Linked DNA regions of Mus musculus: region 1 is linked to region 2. A link is a contact called in public ChIA-PET data. All regions are on one chromosome and are shown on one strand. Each heading gives the region's core, a stretch centred on a gene start, on an enhancer-like site or on the middle of the called end of the contact. The rest is flanking DNA. Distances are from core to core; before and after follow the strand shown.

Region 1 (6,593 bases), core at 3,326-5,825, 170 kb after region 2:
CCCCAGCCTTGCCCATGAACAGGTTGCAGGAAGCACAGGACACAAGAGTCAGCTCTGGGCTGGTACCAGGTGGCCTGGGGACTGGAAAGGAAGTTTGACCTCATGTGGTTCACAGCAGGTTCTGGGAGAGCTGTGTGAGGATGGGTGAGGAGTGGGGAGTGGCTGGCTCCCGAGCATGGCTGGGGACCGCAACTTCCCAGGGACCCACACACACTGGGCTCCACCCTTCCCAGCAGACTTGTAGCTCATCCAGCTGTGACCACAAAGGGTGGAACCGAATGGCCTGGGAACCAACTTCGTATTGGTTTTGGTAAATTCAAATGATAGACTGAGTAACGCATTGGCATCTTCAGATGAAGTTATATTACAGAGCTGGGAATAGAGTTCTGTGGTAAAAGGCTTGCCCGGCACCCATGAGGTCCTGGGTTCAATTCCAACACTACTCAGACACAGACAGACAGACAGAGAGACAGATAGACAGAGACAGATATGCCTGTATTACTCTTACACAGTAAATACATTTGCAAGAGTGCATGTGTGTGTGTGTGTGTGTGCGCGCACACACACACACACACACACACACACACACACCAGTAGTAATCACAGCTCTCTTTGAGGAAGTGAGCCTGTCTCACTGAAAGACTGGTACTAGTTACTTTCTTGGCTATAATTTGAGATTTAAATGTTGTAATTTTCTTGTTCCCTGCTATCATTCTGTTTATAGGACAGGCCGTTGGGAGCTAATGGTTTTTTTTCCCCTCCACTCTGTTCTTTCTGTGCCCTCTGTCCGTCTCTTGGAATGTACACGATGGGGCAAAAGGACCCATATCCTGTGCCTCCCCTCCCCCTGCCGCCCTGAAGATACCATACCCTCAGCCAGGCAGCGTTCTCTTGCAGAAGTTTGAACACAGGGAATTGTGTTAGAGAAACATATCTGTTTGATGCTTTTGTGTCCTGTCCACAGGGATGTAAGATCATGCAATGTCAGGCCAGGAGGAGTGGACCTATTAATGTGTGCTTGTTGCTGGGCAGGAATTGTCCCAGGTAGTGCCATCTTTGAGCTCCTCCCAGTGTCAGGTTCCCTTGAAGCAGGTCTGATCTCTGAGTCAGTCCCTCAGCCTAGCTGTGGGGCTCAGACAGGAGTCAGTGTCCAGGGGGGAGAGGCAGGGATCCGGTGGAGGGAACAGACAGAGACGCCTGTGTTGGGATGCAGAAGAGGCAATGGGAAAAAAGGAAGGCTACCTCTGCGGGGACCTGGGGTGTGTCTTCATCTTGTCCAGGGTTTAAGACCGCAGACGTCCCTATTGCAGTGCCTGCAGCAGCACATGTCTGGCCCTTGGTGACTCTTTCTCAAGCACTGTGGACATGTTTATGAAGTAGACCACGAGCTCCCGGGGTCCCATGGGGAAGGTGAAGAGGAGGGCAGGATCTTTGGCCTAAAAACAGACTTCCCGGCACAGTGTTGACACTTCTCAAATAACAGCTAGCTCAAAAAGAAAACCCCAAAACCAGAAAACCAAGCTCTTCCCCTCTCTGCGCTGTCTGAATGGACTCCACCTCACTGTAGAGTGTTCCTTGACACAGTCTGAGGGGGTGGGGTGGGGTATTGAAAAATCTGGGCACAGAAACTGTGACCAACAAATGATGCAGGAACCCTGGTGTTTTTGGCTTGGCTCCCTAAGCTTATCACTTTTCCTTACGCAGGGAAGCCAGGAGGTTAAAAAGAAGACCCAGGGCTGCAGGGACAGATCTCTCAGGCAGTAAAGAGCTTGCTGCAGAAGCAAGAGGATTGAATTAAACCCATGCAAAACAGCTTGGATTGCAAATAATTACTTGGTAATCTCGGGCCTGGGGTGGGGACCAGGGAGCAGAGACAGATGGATCCCTGAGATTTGCCTGCGGCCAAACGGAGGAGCTCCAGGCTGGTGAGAACTCTGTCTCAAAAGACAAAGTGGACAGCCACTGAGCAACCTCCTCCAGCCCTCACCTCTGGCACCCCCTGTGCATGTGGGCCTGTAGGAACATGCACACGTGCACGCACATGCATGCAGTACAAAAGTTGAAAAGACATATGTGCACACACAAGCACACAAATAACCTGCCTAATTATTTAAAACAAAACCAAACCAAAATGCATGTATGTAAGAGATCAGGTCTTAAGCAACAGGATATAGATACAGATACCATCATATTTTTTTTTCAAAATATAGAAATATTGCCACATTTTCCATGAGGTTAACTTTTGAGGCGAAAGGGTAATTTTGAACCTATGGTTTCTTTAAAAAAAAATCTCTTAGCCAAAGCAGAAACAGTTTCTTGGGAGAGGAAAATGACTGAGTTGTCATATCCATAGCGGGGTGGGGGACATTGTCCAGGTTCTCCCATTGCTTCCTAATGTCACAGGCTGAGCCTTGGTTACACATTCATAACACCATATAAATGTGAACAAAATCTTGCAAGGAAGAGCCAAATGGCCGATGATAGACGCGCACTGGCACCAAGGTCATCCACCTCAGCCTGAGAGGCCATATTTAAATTTAAGCTGGGAGTCAGTTCTTCCCTTCACAATCTCAAAAATGTCGTCTTCTCGCCTCCGTGAGATGGGGGAGTGAAGGCTTTGAGTGGGCCTCTTCCTGCAGTGTGTCTGGCCTTGGGTTCTTAGAGTCAGCTAACATCAAAGGAAGCAGAAGAAATGGTGTGAGGACCACAGATAACTGGGGCAAGGGGATTGCTAAAATTAGGGGTGAGGTAGCCTGGGCTCTGGCAAGGACTGTGTGGACCTTCTCCAGAGGATAAACTCTTACTTACATTCTAACCTTCAAAGAGAAAGGCTTACTCCACAGGCCTGAGTGTCTTCCAGACTGCATAGATCTGTGGCCTCGGGTCCTTCCTAACAATTCTCCATGCTGATATTCAAATCCATTGCTTTGTGCTGCGGGGCCCTGTGTAATCCCGAAGTTGACAGACATGTCTCTTTCCTGCAGATGGTCTAAGATGGCTTCCATAATCAGACACATCCCACACGCTCCTCTCCCCCCCTCCCCCCATTCCTCCTGCTCAGGGTCCTTTACAGAGTCCTCTCTGCATTTGGGGTACATCTGGTGTGGGGGTTTTTGCAAGCTGGGGTAGCAAAGTCAGGGCCAGCCCCACCCCATGTGTGGGCTGAGGGAGTGGTCACCTGGGACCCTGTGCAGTGTCTCACTTTCTCCCTCTCTCTCTCACGATGCACGTGTTTCCCTAGCTACTGTATCTAAATGTCTACCCTTCAGGATTTATGCTTTGAGGATAGCTATCACATCTCGGCTGGGCCCATCAGGAAAGGGCTGAACTTTTTTTCTGTGAATATCTTGGCTTCCCTAATTTCCTTCCTCTTCAAAGAATTTACGGACACCAGAAAGTTTGAGAAAGGATGAAGAGAAGCCAATTTGACTCAAGTGGGGACCACAGAGATCAACCTTATTTCCCTAAGAAAGCCCTTGTGGGCCTCCTCAGAAAGCCGCCATGTCTAGAGAGCATGACAGGACAGTCGGAGATAAGAGGAGCTGTCCCTGTGGATCTTGGCTCCCTCCCACCTTTCCCCTGCCACACTCATCTTCCTCCTTTTGGGAGATCTTTTTTAGGCTTTGAGCACCAGATGCCTCAAATTTGGAGAGTGAGGGAGAGCCAGAGAGCCTCATCCACTTAGTCAGCTCTGGTTGTCTTCTGTCCTAAACAAACCACAAACTGCCTCACCCCAACACATACACGGTAAGCACAGCCCCAGAGTGGATGTCCCTGTCCCACCCTGGCCTATCCACCATAAGCACTGCCCCTAAGTGGATGTCCCAGAATAGAACCCCTTGCCTCAAAGAGGCCAGCCTCCAAAGCTCTCTTTCACTAAGCAGAGGGGTGCATGGTAAGTGGGTAAGTTACAGGTCAGCATAGGGGTCCCAGAATTCAGGCCTGAGGGCGAACAGGGCACAGCTGGGCAGAGAGGGCCTTTATCTCCTGCCAGTTGGACCCAGAGATGGTTTTGGAGGCTGGAGTGCTCTGTGTGTTCCTGGCAGATGTTTCCCAAGCTACTCTGGTGGCTGTGGCTCCGGGCCTGGCCCAGAATAACACATTGTTAGCATATGTTAACAGTCTGCCTTTTCTCCAAAGATCACATAATGCTTTCCACTTAGTGTCTGTCTCGCAAGTGTTACTATCTGTTTTATGGTCAACAAAACCGAGATACAGTGAGGTTGGGGAGCACCCACATCTGAGTGGGAATGGGTTGGGGGGTTTGACCCTGGAGACCTGTGCTTCCTGAGTCTCAGCTGTTATTCACCAAGTGCCCTCCTCGACGGTTCCTTCCAGAATGCTCTCTCTGACTGACTGATCTCAAGATCTGGTAGGAGTTAAAAGGAACACATATGTTCTGATCTCCTCAATCTCTCTCTCTCTCTCTCTCTCTCTCTCTCTCTCTCTCTCTCTCACACACACACACACACACACACACACACACACACACACACACACACACACACTGCAGTGTTTAGCATGTGGTGACAGATGAAAGAGGAGGGACTCTGTTTCGGTACAGGGTTTTGTGACCACACATGGTTTCTTTCCTTCGCCCCAGAGGAAGCACATGAAATCAAGACTGAGCTCGAGGGTTGCCCACCTCCCTCCCCTCCCTCCTCTCCCTCCCCTCCCTTCCCTCCCTTCCCTCCCTTCCCTCCTGTTCTTCCTCCATCTGAAGCCCTACTCTTTCTGTCCCCTGAACTTTCTTAGTAACTGGTCACTGATACCATTCCACAGAAAGAGGAACCACCAGGCTGAAGTGAAGTGGAAATTTCCAGAAGACTTCAGTGGCTCTGAACAAGGACAGCGCCATGCTGCTGGGGCAGGAGAGGCTTGCAGGGAGGCTGCTGATTTAGGGTGTGCTGACTCCCTCGTAGGCAGAGGGCTCCATAACTGTCACTCAAACGAAAGCAAGAGATTTCCTGGGTGGAGACACCTAAGAGGAGCTAGAAATGTAGAAAGCCAAGTCCTTAGGAAAATAACTACAGAGCAAAAGTTGCCAGGACTGAAGATTACAAAGCACAGCCTGGAAATTAAAGACCTAAATGAATGGAAAGACAAAACCACTGAGAGACTGTGCTCCATGCCATTGAGAGACTGTCCTCCATGCCATTGAGAGACTGTGCTCCATGCCATTGAGAGACTGTGCTCCATGACTTTGAGAGACTGTGCTCCATGCCATTGAGAGACTGTGCTCCATGCCATTGAGAGACTGTGCTCCATGACTTTGAGAGACTGTGCTCCATGACATTGAGAGACTGTGCTCCATGCCATCGAGAGACTGTGCTCCATGACATTGAGAGACTGTGATCCATGCTTTTGAGAGACTGTGATCCATGCCATTGAGAGGACAATCAAGCAATCTACAGATTGAATGTAGTACTTACTGAAATCCCAATGGAATCTCTCTTTCTCTCTCTCACTCTCTCCATGAGTGTGTGTGTGTGTGTGTGTGTGTGTGTATGTATATGTGTGCACACATATATGTGCAGATGTGTGTGGAGGTAGGAGGTGGGGAAACATACCTCAGATAGTGTTTGATAGTGCTCTGTTGTGGTTGTTTTTCTTTTTCCTAGACAGGGTCTCTCACGGCCTGGACCTTACTGAGTAGGTGAGGCTGGCTCACTTGATGTATTTCTCACCATTGAGGATCGCCATCTTTGGTCACTGCCACATTACCAGGACAGAACACATAATAAGCACATAGACAATCCTCAAGATAACAACTTACTAAATGCACACGGAGGAGATAAATATATCTGCACCTTGCCCTTTTGCAATAAAGCAAGCGAATACGAGGGGAATTTTGTAGTGCCCTGGGGAGCACAGCCGTGCTGGACGGTGAATTGTCACCACACACGTGAAGAAGCAGTGCTGATTTCTTTTGCTTCCTCCATCTGAGAAGCAAGTTTGTTCCTCTGGGCTGTCTCCAGATCCTCACATCCAAGGCTTGGCTCTCTGGATCACAATCCATGTGAAATCACTTCCCCATCTGAGAAAGTCATCAGGGGATCTTAATCCATCTTAATCATCAATGGCAAAGGGGCCCTGAGAGTGGAGATGCAGTTATGACTGTGTGGGATGCCAGCACTTGGCTTCATCTGGGTGAGAGCGAGTCTCCATAGCAAGGAGCCGACAGCTGGCGGGAACATTGCAGAGCTGTCTGCAAGTGACTGAGCTGGGTAGGCCGGAATGGGAGCCTCCCGCAGGGAGACACTTAGGACTTGTAGACGCGACTACGTCCAAACAAATGTTCAATTTCATGCTTAACTGATGATCTCCACTTTGATGACGAGTGACCAAGAGGAAAGCTGTCTGTTAAAAGGTGACTCACCCGCCTCTCGTTTTAAATCAATCTTGGGAACATGGTCCTGAATTACATCACTGACCTCCTGAAGACGGGAAGTCTCTGAGAGAAAATATCCCAGAACCACAGATTCTGTGTGAGGGTCGATACCTTGTGAGGGAGCCTCTTCGTTCCCAGGGATGGCTGTTACCGAAGGACAGGAGGACTGAGCTGTCCCTGAGACCAGCAAGAAGAATTTCCT
Region 2 (6,456 bases), core at 409-2,908:
GGAGGAGGAAGAGGAGAGGGAGAGGCACACACATATACACAGAGAGAGACACTAAATTTAAAAATGTAAACAAAAGTTTAAATATAAGTAACATATAACAATTAAGGAATAACATTATTTGATTGTGGGCTTAGTTTTTAAACTCTACAGCAATTATTGAAGCAATTTTAAAATATTTATTTATTTATTTATTTATTTATTTATTGTTTAATGCATATGAGTGTTGTATTACTTGCATCATATCTGTGTACCTCATGCTTGTAGTGCCTAGGGAGACCTTAATCGTGTGTTGGATTTCCCTGGGATTGGAGTTAACAGACCGCCTTTAGCCACTAGTGGTTACTAGGAATCAAACCCAGGTCCACTGGATGAGCATTCAGTGCTTTAATGTCTGACCCAGCTCTCTAGCTCCCACAAAACTATTTTAAAAAAAAAATCATTTTCCTACCCGATAGGCAATAAACAAGCTAAAATGAAGTCACATAAAATGTTTCATTCCATTCAGAGGAGGCAGGAAAGCCGGGGGTGGGACTAAGAACCAGGTGCAACAGGCATAAAAGTTAGACCATGGCAGATCATAATCCAACTGTATCTATAAAGGTGAATTGTCTAAATCTACCACAGAGGTTGTCAGAACAAGCTACAAATAAAACTTAACTACCTGACGCATACAAATGGCTCATTTAAATGTAGATTCAGATAGGGCAAGCATAAAAGGGTGGAGAAGCTGTGCTAACACCAATCCAAGGAAAGCCCGAGTTGCTGTATCAAGTTTTCTACAAAGCCGATTGAAGATGGAGCTTTTCAGGGATAAGAGATAAGTTACGTTATGATAGTACGGAAAACCAAAAATACATTTTCCTTCACAGGTGTCCCGTGAACAAAGGGTCTCACTAACTGCAATACAAGGAAAAGCAGACAAACCCATCCTTACGGCAGGAGACTTTAGCACCCTCTTCCAGTCACCGATAGACCATGCAAGCAGAAATTCAGACTCGGCTGACCTGGACAGTATCAGTTTGACCTACAGAACACCGGTAGGCCGCTCCTTTCTTCTGAGGCACACAGATCACTCGCTAAGGCAGACTACACTTGAGGCCACAGAAGACTGCTTGGGTTTGAAGGCATAATCATACAAAGTATTTCCTTAGGCCACAAGGACTTAAACTAAAACCAAACAACACTCTCCCCTCCCCCGAAAAACAAAACAAAACAACAACAAAAACCAGTAACAGAAATATTACTTAGAAATCTTCAAAAATTGGAGATTATCTGGAGATGCCATAGCCACCAAATAAGAGATCTGAAAAGATATGTCGACTGTCAGTTACTTAATGAAAATGAAAACACCAACATTTAGGGACTGGAGACGAGGCAGCTTTGGAAGGGAAATTTCTGGTTCTGAAAACATATTTGAAAGGAAAGCCAGAACGCCAGTAACTAATGCGTATGGGGTGAGGAGGGGGAAAGAATGCCCCACACCCGAGGCAAAGAGAAGTAGCCGTATCTAAAGTGATCAATGAAGCTCACTCCAATCAGAAGAGTAAATAAATGTTCCTGTTTCGAAAACTCAAAGCATCCCGATTCAGCCTTGTGCCCTCCCTCCCTGTCCAAGGAAAGGACACGCGGGGACATCAGCCTAGTTCACTTGAGCCTTTGGTGGCCCTGGCACCTGACCTCACAGCCTGGGTTTTCTGGGTCAGGACGTTGGGGCTCTGCTGTAGTCAGGGCTCTGTTCCTTGAGTATTTGGCGGGCATCTCTAAAACAACAAGCCGTTCACCCTCGATCCATTGAAAATAAACAGTGGGCCATGCAATGCAGGGCCACTTGCTTCTTAACGCGCAAAATCTGCTCTGAGAATGGATAAACCCAAGGGGCCTGTTCTGGGTTTTTCCTTAGAAGACTCCCCCTCTTTCTGCAAGGCAGAAGGCAGAGTCATCCTCAGGGCGCCCTCCCAGTGCAGCTCAGTCATGGGTAGCTGGTGTAATGCCCTCTCGGATGCCTCAGAGAACACAACAGGATGTGAGTCAGGACACAGAGATGTTGAGTCAGTTTCCAGGGTGATGTGTCAGGGCGAGCCCCAGGGGAGGCTTGCACCTTCTCATTTGGGACCCTTGTGAAGAAAGACCCAGGATACCTTGTGTAGGAAAGTGGTGGCGCCCCCAGATGCTTGGAGGATGCCCCACCCCCACCCCCCACTCTGCAATGTCAGCTTTCACAGCCCTGGTGTTGGGCAGGTGACCCAACTGAAAGGCTGCTTGCCTCTGGTGGTTTTGAGCAGTGTTTCCTTTGGCTTCTGCGGTGGGCAGTAAACCCACAACAGCTCCAGAAGTCAGAACAGACAGGAGTCACCCCAGAGCTCCTTCCCCCAACCCCCACTCCCCAGGTAGCCAGCACTGGATTAGCATCGCCTAAGCACACCAGTGAGAACCAGTGATAACAGGAGTCAGTTCCCACCAGTTCTGGATCCTGGAAGAAAAGAGGGTTGTGAAAGAGCCCTGGGATTTGCCAAGCATTTGTCTCCCACTGGCTGCAGACATTTTGGTTAGTCATGTGCGTCTCGGCTGCGGTCACTGTTCCAACGGTTACTTTGAAGGGAGGCATCCAGAGTGAGCCAGGATGGAGACCTGCCTGGTAAGGCTGTTTCAAAGGCCTTCGGGGTCTGAGGGACCCATTCTAAATGACATCTATAGACCCAGGAGGTGACAGGCCACCTGAGAAAGGGAAGAAGGAATTGTGTGGCTTCATCTCCTGTTCCGGTACCCAAATTCCTCACTCATCCCGGGGAGGCCTCCTGACTTTGTGGTCAGGATGCTACAAATCTGAAATGCTTATTCCCAACATCAGGGACACTCCTAACCCCGGTGGCTCGCCCCAGAATCCTTTTCCTCCCAAATCTCTGTTTCCTCATTTTTTAAAAATGGGGTTGGGGGGTAACCAGACTCACCTGCCTCCCAGGTGTGAGAGTTAATTAATGTTTGTGGTACAGCTTTGAGATCCACAGATGAAAGGCTCTCTATAAATGCAAAGTGCTATTCCTCATTAGAGCTGCCAGACAGTTCCCAGGGGAAATAGCTCAGCCCTCGCCACGAGGGAGGCCTCTCCTCTCAGCCAGATCAGTCTGAGACAGGTCTGGAAAGGGCTCTGTATTTAGGCAGAGTCCTCCCTGTGCAAGGGTTCAGGGATAAGTCACCCGCTTCTAGAAAACACGCTGTTTTCATAACACCTCTCATTCTCCGTTGGCACCGTCTCTCCTCCAGACAGAGTGGCCTTTGGCGTCCAGACAGAACTGTGCTTCTGAGGGCACCAAAGGCCCCGTCTGGTCTCTGCAGTGTCCTTTCCTGCAGATAACTTATTTCGCCGAACTTTGTTAAAGAAGCCCCACCCCGACTCCTCACCGCACTGCACGAGCTGCCTGCACCTCTGACGTCCACTTATGTTTTCTAGGCCTGTAGTCAGGCTCAGCCACCATGTGGCAGGTGCCATCCTAGGAGCGCCTGCTGAATCATCCTCTCCTCCATTGCTTTCTCCTCTATAGAGTCTCGAAAGGCTGAGGGTAAAGATGACTTCCTGTCCCCAGCCCCCAGTGGTTCTTCTCCAGCCTCATATTCGTCCTTACTCCTCCCTTAAATAAGGTGAGGAGAAATTCACTGTCAGGTGTCAGAGGCCCCAGGTAGTTTAGTTTGGGAGCTTGGGCTCAGCCCTTTGTATGGAGGGACAAGACTGTCACTCATACAGAAGCTGTTGACACCTCCTGTGGGAAGCTGCGAGTGAGCGAGCGGGAGGACCTCATGCCTCTGGGTGTCTTACAGAGTGGAATGTACTGACAGTAGCACACACTGCAGGCTCTATTCATGTGGCTCAGGTCAGGGGATGTTGGAGATGTTGGTCCGGGCTGCCTGCAGAAGGTGGCTTGTTCTGTCCAGCTTGCTCTGGGCTGCTGCTGGGTCTTCAGGGGAGCACCAACTGTCTTTTGAAAACTGGATGCAGTAAGAGCTGGCCCTTGGGCGGTCACATTAAGTGAACAGCTGAGACTTTATGAGGGTCCTTAACATGCCTTAGGGTGATGGTAGGCACCAAGAAAGGAGTGGCTATTCTTCTTTGGAATTGCAGAGGGTGGTGATGATGGATCTATTATTACCTGTACAATGTCAATCAGGGCCCAGCCTAGATTGAAGTCCGACCTAATCCAGGCTCTATCAAGCCACTAGGTGGCTTTGTTTCCTTTGGGGGGTCACCGCTACCTGCGCAGCTCCCAGATCTCTGTGCCAAGGGCTGTCACTGAGCCTACACTCGGGACCCTGGTGGGAGAGCAGAGGTCACCTCTACCCCAGCCCCATGGCCTGTGCGTGCTCAACCTTGTAGTCTAGCATTGTACTACTCACTTTGTTAAATGTTAGAGCTGCTTGGGAATTTCTAAGGTGGCTTAACGGACAGAACTCAGGCCCTGTCCCCTGTGTTCCTCTGACCAGGGTATTAAGCAGAGATTACAGCGTTCATTCTTCCGCAGAGTATTAAGAGAAATTCATATTCATGGGGACAGAAAAGAAGATCCAATGCAATATCCTCTAGAATATTCCCCAAAACAGAACAGATGATGCCGGTTGTGCTGTGGCTTGTACTGGCTCCAGGCATCTCTAGTATCTGGGTACCGCTCCACTGTTCCCTATTCCCGGACCAACAGTGCTCAGGCAACAAGAGAGCAAGGGCATGACTCTCCAGTCTGAGAGGTTGCAATGGAGACACCAGTTTGCCTCTTACTGTTGAGGCAAGTGGGCATACTCCCCTCCTGTGAGGAGGGGTCATTGCATCAGCCTGTGAGGTACTGTTAGGGTGAGATAGTATCTTGGCCTGACCATTAGCAGTTCAGTTGTAGTATGAAAAGGCAAGAGAGTCTCCCCTTGCTACCCTTTCAGGGAATGGTAGTGATGTCCAGAGTGAGGACTGCTTGGGCTTGTCCAGCACAGACTCTTTATCCTCACTGCCGGTGCTCCACATAGCAGAGACACCGCAAGGCTACCAGGAATAGGACTTGTCCCAGCCAGCCAGAGTTCCAGGGTGCAAACCGTGGTTCCCACAACCATGCGTGTGTGGTTCCGGTGGCTAAGTGCCAGCGCGGAGACGCAGCATGAGGGAGCGTCTCTTCCCTGAACACCACAGCTCCAGAGGGAGTCCGTACCCGCTCTGCAGAACGCAGGCTCATGGCAGGGTGGCGCTGTGCCTGCCAGGACACAGGGTCTGAAAGCTGAATTGCAAGCCAGGGATTCATTGTTCTTTGTCTTCTGAGGTGTGAGTCATGTCAAAGGGTTGTTCTTTCTTTAAGAGCCTTCATTCCACACTCTCAACTCACAGAAGAACATTCTGACACAGGGGAAATAGAAAAATTCCACAGAGGTGAAATGCCTAGCCCCCTTTGGTAAATGTTTGCAAGAGAGATCCAGTCAGTGTCTGCCCCCATGTTCTTCTCCTCGTGCGTTGTGTGTGTGTGTGTGTGTGTGTGTGTGTGGAGGGGTAGGTTCAGAGTTCTGGTCTGGTCTTAAATGTCTGTTCTCTCTGGCCTGAACCTGGGACACTGCTGTGTTTTCCTTTCCTACACACCAGACTTGTCCTCTTAGAATCAATTCCCCAAAGCAAAGCCCAAGAGAAGCACCTCAGAGAGCTGTGGGGTGGGGGCGGGGAACTCCCTCTCCCATCCTCTAGCCAGGCTATGCACAGGTCTCTCTCTGCATCAGAAGAATCTAATAAATAAGTCTAGGGTTTTCCTGCTTGGGGGTGGGGGGTGGTCAGCCTTTCATGATTCCTGGCTGTTCCTATCTGGGTTGTTCTAACACATCTTTCACAAGAACTGTCCTGTCTGACTGTCCATGCAATGGACATTAATCATTGCACTTCCATTTGATCTTCCATGGCCTCCCCACAGTACTAGAAACAATGGTAGATCAGAGAAGTGTATTCTCATAGGTCTTGTTGTCCACCTAGAAAGATGTAACCCTCACATACCTTACCATCCCTCTGCTGATGACCTCAAGATGACAGTGGGATGGGTGGCTAGGAATTATCATGAGCCATCCTATGGACCTACCAAACTCCAGCCTCTTTTCCATAGATGTGCCTTTTGGAGGCTCGGTGCTTATCACGCGCCATAAACACAAGGTTCCTCCTCCACGTGGACCCAGCAAATGTTCTCAGACCCAACTCTGTGTCCGAGGCTCCTAAATTTCTCAGATGCTTGCCATCAGCAATAGGGTGGGGAGACGGGGCCAAGAAACTTCCCCGCAGCAGGGGTCGTGTATTTCTACTCAAGCATTGGCTTGTTTAGGGTTCCCTGAGGTCTTCACTTCACTCTCAAACACTGAGGCACCAGACAGTTCTCGCTTCTATGTTTCCCCGCCTGTAATCTCTCATTTTCGTGGGAGAACCACAGGAGGGGGACTCACTCACTTACATTTGCGGCC

What was found. ChIA-PET counts read pairs in DNA pulled down with a chosen protein or histone mark.
Region 1: an RNA polymerase II ChIA-PET map of memory CD8 T cells shows a contact between it and region 2, with 17 read pairs. The contact joins two enhancer-like sites. A contact is called at or near these places in 1 of 484 Hi-C or Micro-C datasets (bone marrow-derived macrophages), 4 of 115 datasets of contacts at active chromatin or transcription factors (the HPC-7 cell line, acute myeloid leukemia, memory CD8 T cells and 1 more) and 1 of 9 other capture datasets (embryonic stem cells).

The regions. Positions count from the first base shown.
Region 1 is chr16:92,782,401-92,788,993 of GRCm38.p6, forward strand. The region is part of intron 2 of Runx1 (runt related transcription factor 1); the gene reads right to left. Among named protein-coding and RNA genes, the nearest start is that of Gm30281, 23 kb to the left of the region's middle. Within about 2 kb of position 4,576, at least 78 of the 459 cell types and tissues checked have an H3K27ac peak or open chromatin away from gene starts, as enhancers often do. A contact at or near this core is called in the HPC-7 cell line, acute myeloid leukemia, bone marrow-derived macrophages and 1 more, where this site is marked.
Region 2 is chr16:92,618,908-92,625,363 of GRCm38.p6, forward strand. All of the region lies in intron 6 of Runx1 (runt related transcription factor 1), which reads right to left. Among named protein-coding and RNA genes, the nearest start is that of Gm30224, 26 kb to the left of the region's middle. Within about 2 kb of position 1,659, at least 171 of the 459 cell types and tissues checked have an H3K27ac peak or open chromatin away from gene starts, as enhancers often do. A contact at or near this core is called in the HPC-7 cell line, acute myeloid leukemia, bone marrow-derived macrophages and 1 more, where this site is marked.